3 separate regions of the Anas platyrhynchos genome follow, and all the other regions are linked to region 3. Evidence: chromatin contacts called from public Hi-C data. All regions are on one chromosome and are shown on one strand. Each heading gives the region's core, a stretch centred on a gene start, on an enhancer-like site or on the middle of the called end of the contact. The rest is flanking DNA. Distances are from core to core; before and after follow the strand shown. Region 1 has its middle 55 kb from the start of DPT. Region 2 overlaps NME7 (NME/NM23 family member 7). Region 3 holds the start of ATP1B1 (ATPase Na+/K+ transporting subunit beta 1).

What was found. A called contact is a pair of places that touch in the nucleus more often than the background predicts.
Region 1: a contact with region 3 is called in a Hi-C map of liver, with 4 times the contacts expected there. The contact joins the enhancer-like site here to the promoter of ATP1B1 in region 3. A contact is called at or near these places in 2 of 8 Hi-C or Micro-C datasets (liver and skeletal muscle).
Region 2: a contact with region 3 is called in a Hi-C map of subcutaneous adipose tissue, with 1.6 times the contacts expected there. The contact joins the enhancer-like site here to the promoter of ATP1B1 in region 3. A contact is called at or near these places in 3 of 8 Hi-C or Micro-C datasets (F5 follicle, liver and subcutaneous adipose tissue).

The regions. Positions count from the first base shown.
Region 1 is chr1:88,350,911-88,355,066 of IASCAAS_PekinDuck_T2T, reverse strand. No RefSeq gene overlaps it. Among named protein-coding and RNA genes, the nearest start is that of DPT, 55 kb to the left of the region's middle. Within about 2 kb of position 1,431, at least 2 of the 8 cell types and tissues checked have an H3K27ac peak or open chromatin away from gene starts, as enhancers often do.
Region 2 is chr1:88,184,237-88,188,614 of IASCAAS_PekinDuck_T2T, reverse strand. The region is part of intron 1 of NME7 (NME/NM23 family member 7); the gene reads right to left. Among named protein-coding and RNA genes, the nearest start is that of BLZF1, 3.0 kb to the right of the region's middle. Within about 2 kb of position 2,219, at least 2 of the 8 cell types and tissues checked have an H3K27ac peak or open chromatin away from gene starts, as enhancers often do. A contact at or near this core is called in subcutaneous adipose tissue, where this site is marked.
Region 3 is chr1:88,286,595-88,290,741 of IASCAAS_PekinDuck_T2T, reverse strand. ATP1B1 (ATPase Na+/K+ transporting subunit beta 1) reads left to right here and starts at 2,610. Exons shown (of 6, transcript NM_001310386.1): 1 at 2,610-2,721. The coding sequence starts at 2,622. It overlaps LOC110354432 (a long non-coding RNA gene), which reads right to left and starts at 3,382. Exons shown (of 2, transcript XR_002406375.4): 1 at 3,140-3,382.

The sequences.
Region 1 (4,156 bases), core at 182-2,681, 66 kb before region 3:
CTAGAGGGCAGTCAGAGTCAGCTGCACCAGCTGGTAGGTACATCACAGGAGCCCCAGGAAAAGTGGAAAAATCTGTGAGCAGAAGGGGCTCCCAAGTCTCAGGCCTTGCCTTTTGGTCTTTCATCCTCTTAGTATTAGCCATCTGCAAGGGCCAGAAATGAGCAGTGCACACACTGTTGTTTCTAATCATGAATGAGAAACTGAAGTGTAGTGGCTGGATCCTTCTTCTGAAGGCATTTATGCAAGTCAGTCCCTCTTCCTTGGCTGTTCTTAAACCCAACTTGGCATGTACTGGGTATTTCTTAGGCCCACCTCATAAATTTTGTATGTAGTTAAACCAGAATGAAAATAACTGGATAGTAATGAAATGCTATAAAAATTGATGGATGACAGAGTTCCAGTGGGACGGGATTTGGAAGGTTACCATTGATTTCAAAAGACATCTATGTGGCTGGGTTTGTCTAGAAATTCAGGGTGATATGTCTACATAGTCTTTATACCACTGTACAAGCCATCAAAACATTCCTGGCTCCTCCAAAGCTTTGTGCTATTCATAGATCCAATTGACTTGCTCCACATCACGTTCCTGAATGGTAAAGTTCACTTGTTTGGAGGGTCCTGCAACATTTCAAATCCCGTTTGAATTGTAAGACACTGAGAGTATCCATTCCCTCACTTGCTTTCTCCCCGGGCTGGATGAATGTGTCTGGCTTCTGGCTGCAGGTTGGCAGGGGCCCTTGGGCTGTGCCCTGTGGTGTGTGGCATGCAAGGGCATGGTGGGTCCTTTTAGGCAGAGAGTGAGCTCCCAAGGGACAGGACTCCCACGGGATAGAGTTCCCGTGAGATTTGGAAAGGAAAGCCATCGTGACTGGAAGCATATGTGAAACACAGAGAGATGGACTTTGATGGCAGTAGGTCTAGGACACTAACTAGCCATTTTATTTAGGAGAAAATAATTTTTCTCCTTCATAGCTAGCACTGCATTGTCTGTGGTGGTATGAGTTTGCCTCTTGAGAAGTAGGTATTGCCTGCTGCCTTGGAAAAGATATTAGACATTGTGGTTGCTGATGCCAGCCTGGCCTTGCAGACCTTGCAACGTGTTGAAGGGAGAACCCTGGCAGCCACCTGCTTGGAAATTCCTGCCCTCGCGTGCAGACAGATTCACAGCGCTGCAAGCGTGAGGAAAGCATATCGAAATAGGAACCTGATGCAAATACCATGCTGATGAGTGAATAGCAAATTTTAATAAGGAGCAGTCCTCTTTGCAGACCAGCCCCAAATAGATTTTGAGTAAAGGCTGTTCTTTTTCCATCAGAAAGCTTTCCAAAGGTAGGGAAACACACAGCTCTGTTACCAGCTCTGGTGATGTACCGTGCCACCAAGCTCTGTTAGTGAATCTTCCTCCTCTTGCACCCTGCATGACCTGCTCAGGGCAGTCCCTAGCCCGGTAGCAGCCAGACCATTTTTTTTAACATCTGCAGTCAACAACCTTTTGTTTTGGCTTGCTGCTGCTGCTCATGGCTCTGTCACCGCAAACACAGGCACAAGCATTAGCAAAGCAGAGCCCCATATGGAGGTGATAGTTTGCATCTGGAATTGATCCAGGTTGATTAAGTCTTCCTTCTCCCTTCACATGCTTAAGCAGGAACCAGGAAATATCTTCAAGGTATTTTTTTTTCTAATTCCTGCTTATTCTTTTCATAAAGGACTGGCAATCTGTAAACATCCCCAAAGCATAAGGTGTGTTCTAAGTATTTGCTTTCTCAGGTTTCAGGTCTGTTTACACTATGATAAGACCAAATAAATGAAGGGCAATAGTAGCATCTCTCTGCTTTGTTTTCTGGCTGGCATTTCCAGTCTGGTCTGGAACAGCTGAACTCAGGGATTCCCACTGTTGTCAAAAGATGAATATGCTCAGGGCCAGTCCTGCGTTTCTTTTATTTTGCATGCCCTGAACTCCCACCAGTTTCACTGGATGCTGACACTTCTTGCCAATGGCAGCATCAGATCTGCCAGCAGGAATCTTCTGTGTTGAGGCTGGAGGAGATTTCTATCACATTTCCATGTGCTGAGTGTAATCCTTTTGCTGCAGAATGAGGACATAGGGAGTACAAGATCCTGCCATTTTGATTTCGTAGTACTTCACAACACCTTTATACTCGCCATTTCTGCAGGGGACTGTATGGGATGCAGGGCAATAAGGAGAATCGCCAGAGCATTAGGAAGTGTTTGTCTTGGTCACTGAGTCTTAATAGCTCTCAGGCATGAACAAATCAGTCCTAAGAAGATAAACCAAATTGTTCTTTTTTATTATTATTTTATTTTTTTATTTTTTATTTTTTCCTTTTATTTTTTCTTTTTTTCCTTTTCCTTTTCCTTTTTCCTTTTTCCTTTTCCTTCTCCCTCTCCTTCTCCTTTCCCCATTTTGCTTTTTTCCTTTTCCATTTCTCTTTCCTTCTCTTTCTCCTTTCTCCTTCTCTCACTCTGCCTCCCTTTCTCCTCCTTTTCTTTCTCCTTGTCCTTTTCTTTCTCCTTTTCCATCTCATCCTTTTTTAATCTCCTCTCCTTTGAGAACCAAAATTTCTTTTAACCTTCCCTTCCAAATTTTCAGACAGCTCTGGCCTCAAACAGGAGCTTGTATACCAAATGAGAGAGGTGTATACCCATGAGAGAGGTCTATTCTTACTGTATTTCTGGCCTGTTTTTACTATCAAGAGAGATGGATGCCCTCTGATATATAGGGTGCTATCTAGAGTTTTGGACTTTTCCCCTGTCCCCTGTGGCACTTGTCCAGAACACATGCTCTCAGGTACTTGTCCACATACAAGGGGAAGAAAAGTCACTACAGAGGTGAGCTGCTGTCAGAATGGAGAGCAGAAGGGTGGGAGATATCATACAGCATATGATATAAAAAGAGCATGTCATAAAATGACCACCTGAAAGGCCCTAAGAGTAATGGACAAAGTGACTGAACTTGCTCACGCTTCAGGTCTGTTTTTTTCCTAAGGTACGTTACCTTTTTGAGGCATTTTTCCTTACAGTATTGTTAGTAGACTAGGCACTTGATTTATGAATAAGAAATTGGAAGACTGAAAGAGAGATAAAGGAGACGTTTGCTCCACAGCACACAGACGGTAGGGCTATTCCCAAGGAGAAAATGCTGGTTGTAGAGATGGACCTAGGTCACTTGTAAATGAGGCACCAGGTACTCTACAGTACCATTCCATCCACCTGGCGCTGACAATGAATCCCTATGTAGCTGTGTCTTTTTCTGTAGCTTTTGGCCTTAAAACTGGCTTGGTCTCATCTGTGCAGACTGAGGTCAAAGATGTGATTTGGGTTGTGAAAGAAATGGCAGACGGGAGAACTGAAGTACGCTCCTGGGTGCTCCACACCAGTGTACCATGTCCTCTTAGCAGGAACACAGGGGGAGCTTCTCACGGCACTGTGCCTGGCCCTGCAGAAAAGCAGAGCTTTCCTCTTCACCAGAGCTCTCAGTCTGTCACCTCACACCAACAGTGCAAGATATCGTTTTGGGAGCACAGAGACATAGGCCTCTGTCCCCGAAGTTTACAAAGAAATTAAATGTGTCTTTAAAAAAATGTTGACAGTCCTACAGTCATCTAAAATCCCTAGTGGATCTAAATCAAGTCTTCTACATAAACCTTGTTAAAGGCTCTGCAAATCAAATCCTGCCTCCTTGGAGCTTTTCCCCATAGATTTTGGTGTGCTTCAACGGGTATGGCTAAGCTGAAAGGCAAGCGTGATGGTGATGATACCCAGGGAGGGAGGAAAATCCAGTGTATTGCCTTCATACTGCAGAATATATGCAGGCAAGGGCAGAAGGGATGGGGGAGCGACAAACCCCACTGTGTTTCAGTGAAGTCAGAAGAGTTGCTGGAGAACCATTTCCATGGCAGCAGTTCAGTTGAGTTAGTAGTATTTTTACATAACAGTTTTTCAGACTAAAGCTGCAGTTCAAAAAGAAAAAAAAACAAAACAAAAAACACTTAATAATAATCTGTGGGTTTAAAGCAAGATATATTTCACTTCTGTTGTCTCCTTTTCCTTTCTTTTTTTCCTTGAGAAAAATGTCTTATGGAAATTATACGTGTCAATTCGACGCAGGAGTACATAAAATGAGAAAACTTTTCAG
Region 2 (4,378 bases), core at 970-3,469, 100 kb after region 3:
TCAACTGAACAGCCCCAAACCACTTTTCAGAGACTCCCTATTCCCTCGGCTTAAACAAAATGGACACTACTGACTGAAAAGAGGAAGAAAAGTCAGGGGATGGTGAACACAACACACAAGACGGAGCTGAGACACCGATGCCTTCTTGCTCAGCCAGCCAGGGAAAGGGGAGGGTGAGGGTGGCCCAGCTACAGCCCATAGGGCCAGCAGGGGCCAGACTGCACAGGACGCATGCTGACAGCAAAACAGGCAAAGGACACAAGCTGAAACATGGGAAGTTCCAGTTACACAGGTGTTTTTGGTCAGTCGGTTGGTTTTTTTAACCAAGACACTGGAACAGGCTGCCGGGAGGAGAGGATCTGAGATGTTCAGGACTCCTGTACCTGCTCCAATTAGATCTGTTTTGAGCAAGGGGCCAGACTGGATAACCCCAAGAGATCCCTTCCAACCCAAATGCCAATTCCATGATTTTTAATGTCAATTTGGATGCTTCTTGTCCAAAGGTAACACCCATCCTCCTGCACTCCTCCACGTCCTACACAGACCTGTTGGGTTCTTATAATAACCCAAGTCCAGATGTGCTTTCAACAAAATTAAAACCTCTGATACAACATCCTTCAGTATAAATTTTATCCACATGAAATCTGCCTGGAACAATTCTCTAAATAACCACTGTCTCTATCATCAAATCCCATTATTCCTTTATTACAAACTTTCAGTTGGCAACTTTTCTTTTCACTCCTGACAGTTGCTCACTGAGTAATCCCTGAATTTCTTTGGTTTCTGGCAAAATAAAATAAAACAAACAAACCCATATAATTAGAATAGATGTGCCAAAGTTATTAACAACTGTACCTATAATCTGAAGGATCCTGAGAGACAATTCTGGGTGATAAAGGGAGATTAATATGGAATGTATCATTATGTAATGATACATTCATTAGATAACTAGATCACTTTGCCTTTCATGCTGTCAGCTACTTCAGACACATCAGTCAGAAGAGCTCTCACTGCATCTAAAATTACTGTTAGAGAGATGGCAACTCCTGCAAGCCACAGCCGAGAGTTGGCTGGAGTAGGAGGCAATTTATCCCATGGATTCTGAACCTGTCAACTTTATATATGCAGGGTGGTATTTTGTATAGCAAGTAATGCCACAAAGATGGCAGCATCAAACCCAAAACAATTCCTGGAACAATGTTTCACATTGCTCAGTCAAATATAGCTGCATTCTTTTAGCAGTTTTCATTTGGCTTGCACAGGCCCAAAATCCTGTGATTTTATCAGCTACATCTTCTGCCACGTGCATAGGCTACCTGCCCAAGAAGGAAATCAGCAATACTAAGAAACATTGGTTCAAAAAGAAACGCTATCGTACTTCTGATGCTTGTATAAGACTCACCATGCAATACAAGGTTTTATTTTTCCCTGTAATGAAATGCTGCAAGTGACAGCCATTAAGTAAGGAAACCGGTCTTTGTGGTTGTTTCTGTCATGCCAGCTTACAACAAAAAGACTCAGGCCACTTACTCTGCAGATGAAAAACCAGGGTAATCACCAGCTGGCACCCCAGTGAAACTGTCCCTTGTTTGAAGACCAAAGAAGTAAATCTTCTCAAGCATTAAGGAAGTTTCTGGGAGCGGTTTTCATCTCTTCCACAAAAGTTTAAAAAAATAAACTGCTATTTTTTTTAAGGGCAACTGTTTTGCAAGCAAAAGTACATAATTTGCAAATGACTAAAGGAAAAGTTATTCTATAAATGTGCCCTTGTTCAGGAAACTCTATTAAATGGGAAAGAGTTTTGTCTGTCTATATGTTCATCTCTGAATGACCACTCTTCACCAAATCATCCCATCTTACGAGCTAGTCCAGTATGGTTGAGATTACTGGTTCCCAAATGAAATTCCAGTAAACCAAGGTATACTCCACAACTTCCTCAGGAGCTGTATTGCCTTATAATGCCTTCAGCCAAAAACTTGATCACAACACGATAACACTGGACCATGAGCAACCCAGGGCTCACTGTGGTCAAGTTCTAGAAACGGCTGATTTGCTTCCTATTTCCTAAGATTCATTTCCAAAAGTCTCTTCCAGTGATGAATCAAAGCTGTTTTTCAATCAAAAGTAGTTGGAAGCTCAAATTCCACTCACTGTGTGCCTGCACATCCGCAAAACCAAAGCTGGATGACATCCAGATGACGTCCTATTAGACAAAGCCACATGTGCAAGACGGAAGTATTACTTGTCTGCTCTGCTATGAAAAGAGTCTTGGTGATGTACTCTGCAGCTGTGAGAGCTGCGGGGGCAAGAATAATGGTTTTAAAGAACAGAGGGAAACAAAAGCATGTAACTGCACCTCCAGACAGCCTAAGTGCAATAAGGCTCTGTACCTGTATGATCATTGCTTGCACGTAGAGGCCATTCTTCTCTGGCAAATGGTGGATTTCTACATCTGGAACTCTTTCAGGTGTCAGAGTGCAACAAACTCATTAATAAAAAGAAACTAACATTTTCAAGATGATGTTCCAGTATGTCTCTGCATGTGATTACATCCAAGGCACCCTAAAAGACTAACTGCTTCCAGCAGCCAGGTGAAACACCACCTCTGGAGAGGGAAACAAGTGAGATTCTCTCAGGGCATTTACTGCCACCAGTCCACAGCAGCCATATGTCACACATGCACACTCAAGATGCATTAGAACTGATTTGAAATCCTGTCAACTGATGTCAACGAAAACTGCTTTCCAACAGCTAGCAGACAACTGCACGATGTTTCAAAACATTTCTCTTTTACCTTAGCTTCCCCTCCAGTTATGTGCCTGGTTTTACAACGCACCCAAACAAGTCTCCGGTGCACTGGCTCTGTGCAAGCCAAGTGTAAGGTCTAACACTAGTACGCTGACCTGAAACAAATAAAAGTTACTATACTTTTCTTTCTGTGCCCATTATATGACTTTCAACTTTTTTTTTTTTTTTTCTGAGTAGATATACATGTTACAACTAATGCAATCATAATTCATAACTTATTCTACTGACTGTAAGTAACACAGTACTCTGGGTCTACCAAGCTTTCTACTAGAATAGTCCTTGCTTTCAGAACATAATTAGGTTCCTAAGGTTAAAACCTGGCTTGTAGAACAACATTTGAATTAATTGGAAGGAGTTGTTCATTTTTTAATTCATGGTGTCTAAGAAAAGATGTTCTGAAAATGTTTGAGATGGATCAGGTGTATAAAGTCACCGTGTCCAAAAGTTTGGTAACTTATCTCTTTCTCAGGATGCCGTGTGCCTACCTAATCAGGTGGCACATGTTCCTGTAACATCTGTTTTCCCACCATCTTCCAGGTACCACAGTGTTCTTACTGTATTTTAGGAAACTGGTAAGAGAAAGAATACTCGAGTGGGAAAGCTGGCTGCTTTGCAGGTATGAAAGAAACAAACTGTGTTCTATAACACATGAGATGTCAGAGAAAATCAAAAGAGCAGCCCATTACACTACAGGGAAAGAGAACAGACAATAATATAATGCAGAGGAAATTGAAACACACTTCTTACTTCAGCACTTACCAAAGCAATTAAGCAGCTTACAACCAAAGAAGTAACACATTTGGTTTTAGTCAGGGGACAGAGCTGCCAAACAGGGAGAGAAAGAACAGCTTGAAGAAGTTAGACATACCCATGTTAGCATGCAAAATGGTCCTTGATGTACCACCAGGACCAGCCAAAGAAACCCCAAAACACTCTTATTTCTGAGCACACCTAGAGAAAGGCCACCAGGCCCTGCAGGAGGATGAGGCTGGGACAGCTGCCTCACTGCTGCCTTTGGAAGATAACGGAATGAGTTATTAAACACACAGTTGTTGAGCATCTAAGACAATATGATAATAAAAAGCAGAAAACATTAACGTGTCAACAACAAATTCTATCATATCCACTTTCTAGTTGGACAGTAACTGACCTAATTGAGTAAAGAAGTCACTGATGTGACACACTTGGCTTTGATAGGACTTTTAATCCAAGACATCCCACATTCTGACAAGCAGAGTAGGAAATCACAACCTGAATTAAAGAGCAGTTCTGACTGCTGGATGCAAAAGCAATTAGGAATACTTCACTTACAAACTGGGAGATGATTTAGGTGGAGTCCCGAAATGGCCTGTCCCACATCTAGTTTTATTTCATATTTTATTTCAGTGTTACACTGACAATGAAACAGAGGATGAGCACATTGAGAAGATTAAGCACCACATTTAGAGAAAGTTGTGGACAGTAGAAAAAATCCCAAGTTTAAACACGTGATCAATAGGAAAATACTAAGAGAACAAAGTCTGTTTAGTGTAGAGTAACGTGAAAAGACAGAATAGTGAAGTAATAATCT
Region 3 (4,147 bases), core at 1,361-3,860:
ACCCCCTAACAAAGTCCATTCGCGTGTTGTTCTTTCCTTGGTACCTGTGCACAGCTTTCCCCGGCCCTGTCCTTCCTCCTGCAGTTAATCTGAACACGGATATCTTTGCACATTTTGTTCTTGGCAGTTTCGAAAGTTGCCTTAGGCTCTTATCACCTTAAAAAATCAGATCATATAGTGGTGGCCTTAGAGACGGCCTGATTGATATTGGAGCAGCTGAACAAATGGTAAATTTGAATAAAATATGGCACCCTGTTGCCTATTAGTTCTGCTGATTCTGAGAGGATAATTTGCCAACATTAAGCAAAGTGCATGTCCCGAGCATCCATGGGACTGCGGATGTGGAAAAGGGTTTGCAGAAGTGCTGTGCAACCTTCCTGAAGTGCCTTTTGCCCATTCCAGATCCTGCATGCCCCAGCCTGTGCAGTTACGGGGATCTGGTACCCCTGGCACTGCCAACCCCACTTCTCTGTGTATTTGTACAGTAATAGAGACATTTGCGGGAAGAGGAGAAAGTTTCCTGGTGATCCTTAAACAAACAGTGATGAAGCCAGGAGCTCCTGCAGCTTGGCTTCCACAGGCACCACCAGCTCCCGTAGCGAGAGTGAGAACACGCTCGGGGGAAGATCGTGTTTCTGGGTAGCCATTTAGTCTGTAACCGTGATACGACTGCTCAGGTTTTTCAGATCATTCATTCTAGTTGCTTTCTCCAAACTCACTTTCTGTGGCCTTAGGAACTAACACTGTGGGAGAGTGTGTGGTCCCGTTCTCTTCTCTGATTTGGACATCGCCATGAACCTGCTTGAGTACCTGATGCTGGCTTCATTTTGGGTGACCCCATTGCCTGGGCAGAGGGCAGGGAGGTCTGCGTAAACTGCTGCTGTTCCACCTGCCCTGAACCAGCAGACTGGATGAGATGGGTCCTGACCCGAGGGTGAAGCCAGACACAGCATCCATGAGGTAGGCTAAAGAGTGGGCTTTGTGTTTGGGTGACCACACTGCAACCTGCACACGATTCCCAGCGTGGTGTTTTTGTAGGGTAGGGGGCCAAGGCAAAAACAGCACCCAGGGCATCAGGAGGAGAGCAGGTTCAGCTCCCAAGTGACCAGGCAGGCCTGGTGGCCCAGCGGCTGAGACACAGCCTTGGCTACAGCAGCAATGGCGCTGGGTGCTAGAAGTGAGCGCTTGTTCCTCCTGTGGTGCTCCTCTATTTATTGGCCTGATTGTAATCACAGCCTTCTTAACTTGTAAATGATACGTCCTCCCTACACGGCAGATGATGTTCACTCGGGTATCAGATACTGCTGTCTGTTTGCTCTCGTTATCGCCCACCATCAGCAGGTCTCTTTAAAGACCAGCTCTGACCAGACACCAGGCAGGAGGGAGACGCCGTTTGTCCTCAGCCATCTGATCGGCCATTTTCCACCGCACAAATGCTGTTGAGGGCCAATTCCCCAAACCCAGGCTGGAAGTCCCTGGGGCACACCTGGCTGGCTCCCTCTGACCACACGTAATCTACCACAGAGCCTTCAGCGTACATTGCCCCTGGGTGCAGCGTACATTGCTCCCGTGTGACACTCCTCTTCCTAACCCTGTGAGGCTTTGAGGAGCCCAGCTGCGTGCCTAGGCATGGGGAGGCCGTGCTCATCCTTGCAGGGAGCCATCACCTCGAGGTGCCCATTCCCGGCAGACCAAGGCCCCAAAAATCAGGCCTGAGCAGGTCACTTCAGGGTCTGGCTGTGTGTGGTGGCCATGGGGTGCCTGGGGAAGGGCCCCACGTTGGGGCTGGCCCTGGGGACAGCGGGGCGGCTGGCGTGCAGTTGCCCAGCCTCCTGAGCAACCAGAACGGGCGGAGGGAAGGCTGACAGAGCAAGCCTGCAGCTTAACAGCAGGAAGACACCCGGGGCGCCATGTCGTGACCAGGAGGAAGTTCAGAGGTAAATACATCCCAGTGGGGCACGGCAGCCGGGCTGCACGTGTGACTCAGCTGTGTCGTGACACTGTGGGACTGGGACATGTTGGTGAACTTCCGTCGTGGATGGGGATCGCAAGGCCGCACCAGAGCCCTTTGCCCCTTCCTGGGATCCCCTCACAACGAGCTGTGGGGCCGGGACCCCCACAGGGTGCCGCAGCCACCACCACCCCCCCCCATCATCGGGCCGGCCCCTCCCTGAAGGTCACCTTGCGAGGGCGGCTGCGCCCTCCTCAAAAAAAATAAAATAAATAATAATAAATATATATATATATATATTAATTAAAAAAAACCCCACACCATCCCGGCAGGTGCCGCGCGGCGCCCCCTCCCCTCCCGTCCCGTCCCCTCCCCTGCCCGCCCCCCGCCGCCTGCCAGTGGCTGCGGCGCGGTGCGGGCGGGGCCCGCGCCCTATATGAAGGGCTGCGGCGGGCGCTGAGCGCGGCCGCTCCGTGCCCGCTGGGCTCCGCTGCTTCACCCCCCGCTCCTCCGTGCTCCGACAGCCCCCGGACCCCCTCCAGCGCCCCCTCCCCTCCCCGCAAGCCCCCTCCCCGCAGCCCGTCCCGGTGCCGCGGAGCCCGCCCGAGCCCCTCAGCGCTCACCCCCCTCCCTTCTCCCCATCCCCTCCGCCGCCCCCCGCTCGCTCGCCATGGCCCGCGGGAAGGCCAAGGACGGCGACGGCAACTGGAAGAAGTTCATCTGGAACTCGGAGAAGAAGGAGCTGCTGGGCCGCACCGGGGGCAGCTGGTGTGAGTGTGGGACAGGGGGATGAAGGGGGGGGGGGAGCCGGCGGCGGGGCGACCTTGTGAGGGCGCCTCGTCCTTGGCGCTGCCTCGCCCCGCAGGGAGGGCAGCGGGGCCCTGCCGCGCCCCCCGGGCAGGGGCAGCCCCCCGCAGGTGCTGGGGTGCCCCCCGATGCTGAGCCTGGTCCTGGCGTGAGGGAGCAGCCCCAGGTGCCAGCCCTGGCTCCGCTGGACCGCAGCGGGCTCCTGCCCTGCCCCTGTGTGAGCAGGATGGGGCTGTGGGTGCGCACCCATGGGTGCCCGCTGTGCCCGAGGCTCCGCAGTGCTCACGACGCGGAGGCAGAGCGAGCCCTCCTGGTGCCCACCCGCCTGGGAGCGATGTCAACCTGCAGGCTGGCCGTCCCGTTCCTCCGTCATAAGCCTACCTGGTGTGGGAAGCTGTGTGGCGCAACCCCCTTGCGCTGGGTTGCCGTGTGTTTGTTCTGAAACCGTGACCTTTACGGTGTCTCTGGGGCTAGGAGCATCCCGGCTGGGAGACCGGTTAAATAAGCTACCTCCCAGCGCCGGCCTTTTGATGTTACAAAAACTCAAAGGCGTTACGCTGCGGACAAGAGCATTAGTGTTTGGTTCGTTACAACAGCACCTCCTATGACCGTGCTCTGGAAAAAATTTCCAAATGTCTTTGACGTCACGACCATTTGCTTTACGCTGCCTGGATACCAAAGAGTGCTTTAACTCCTGGAGCACCGCGATCCGCACCGAGCTCTGCTCACCAGCCATGGCTGCCGCCCCGCTCCCCGGCGGATGAGAGGATGGAGCGTCTTTCTGAGCCTGTCCCTCCTGATCCTTTCTGTCGTAAATGGAAAACGAAATCCACCAGAAATGGCTGCTTTAATGAGGAGGCTTCTCCACTGATGGAGCTTTTTTGTGACGGGGCTCAGGAGAGGAGGAATACCTTCACTACTGCTTCCTCCCCTGCCCTTGTATCTGTTCACCTTGAGTCCTCCATGTAAACCTCGTCCGCGTTTGCGATTAGGCTAGGACGCCGGGATCGAGCAGGCTTTTTGAAGTGTTCCTCGCTGCAGTGCTTGTTCCTGCAGCCCAATTAGCCCCTAGTTGCTTGGCATGGGCTGGTTTATCCTTCCCGTAGGCGGCCTGGTGATGCCTAGTACGGCGTGTTACTGTGCAGTTAATCAGTTGAGATAATCCCTGTAAACTGGTAACCGATACCCAGAGTCTGAGCTGCGCTGCCTCTCAGGCTCTTCCCCCCCACTAGGATTATTCTAGGCATCTCCTTTCAGACCCAAACTAAATTTAGTCTTTCATTATTACATAATTCAGTTTTTAATTGGTATGAGCGGTGCTGGCGTGCCTTTGTAGATGCGCAAGGTTGGTAAATGCAGAGTGCTGTGACACGCTGAAGTGCTTGCCTG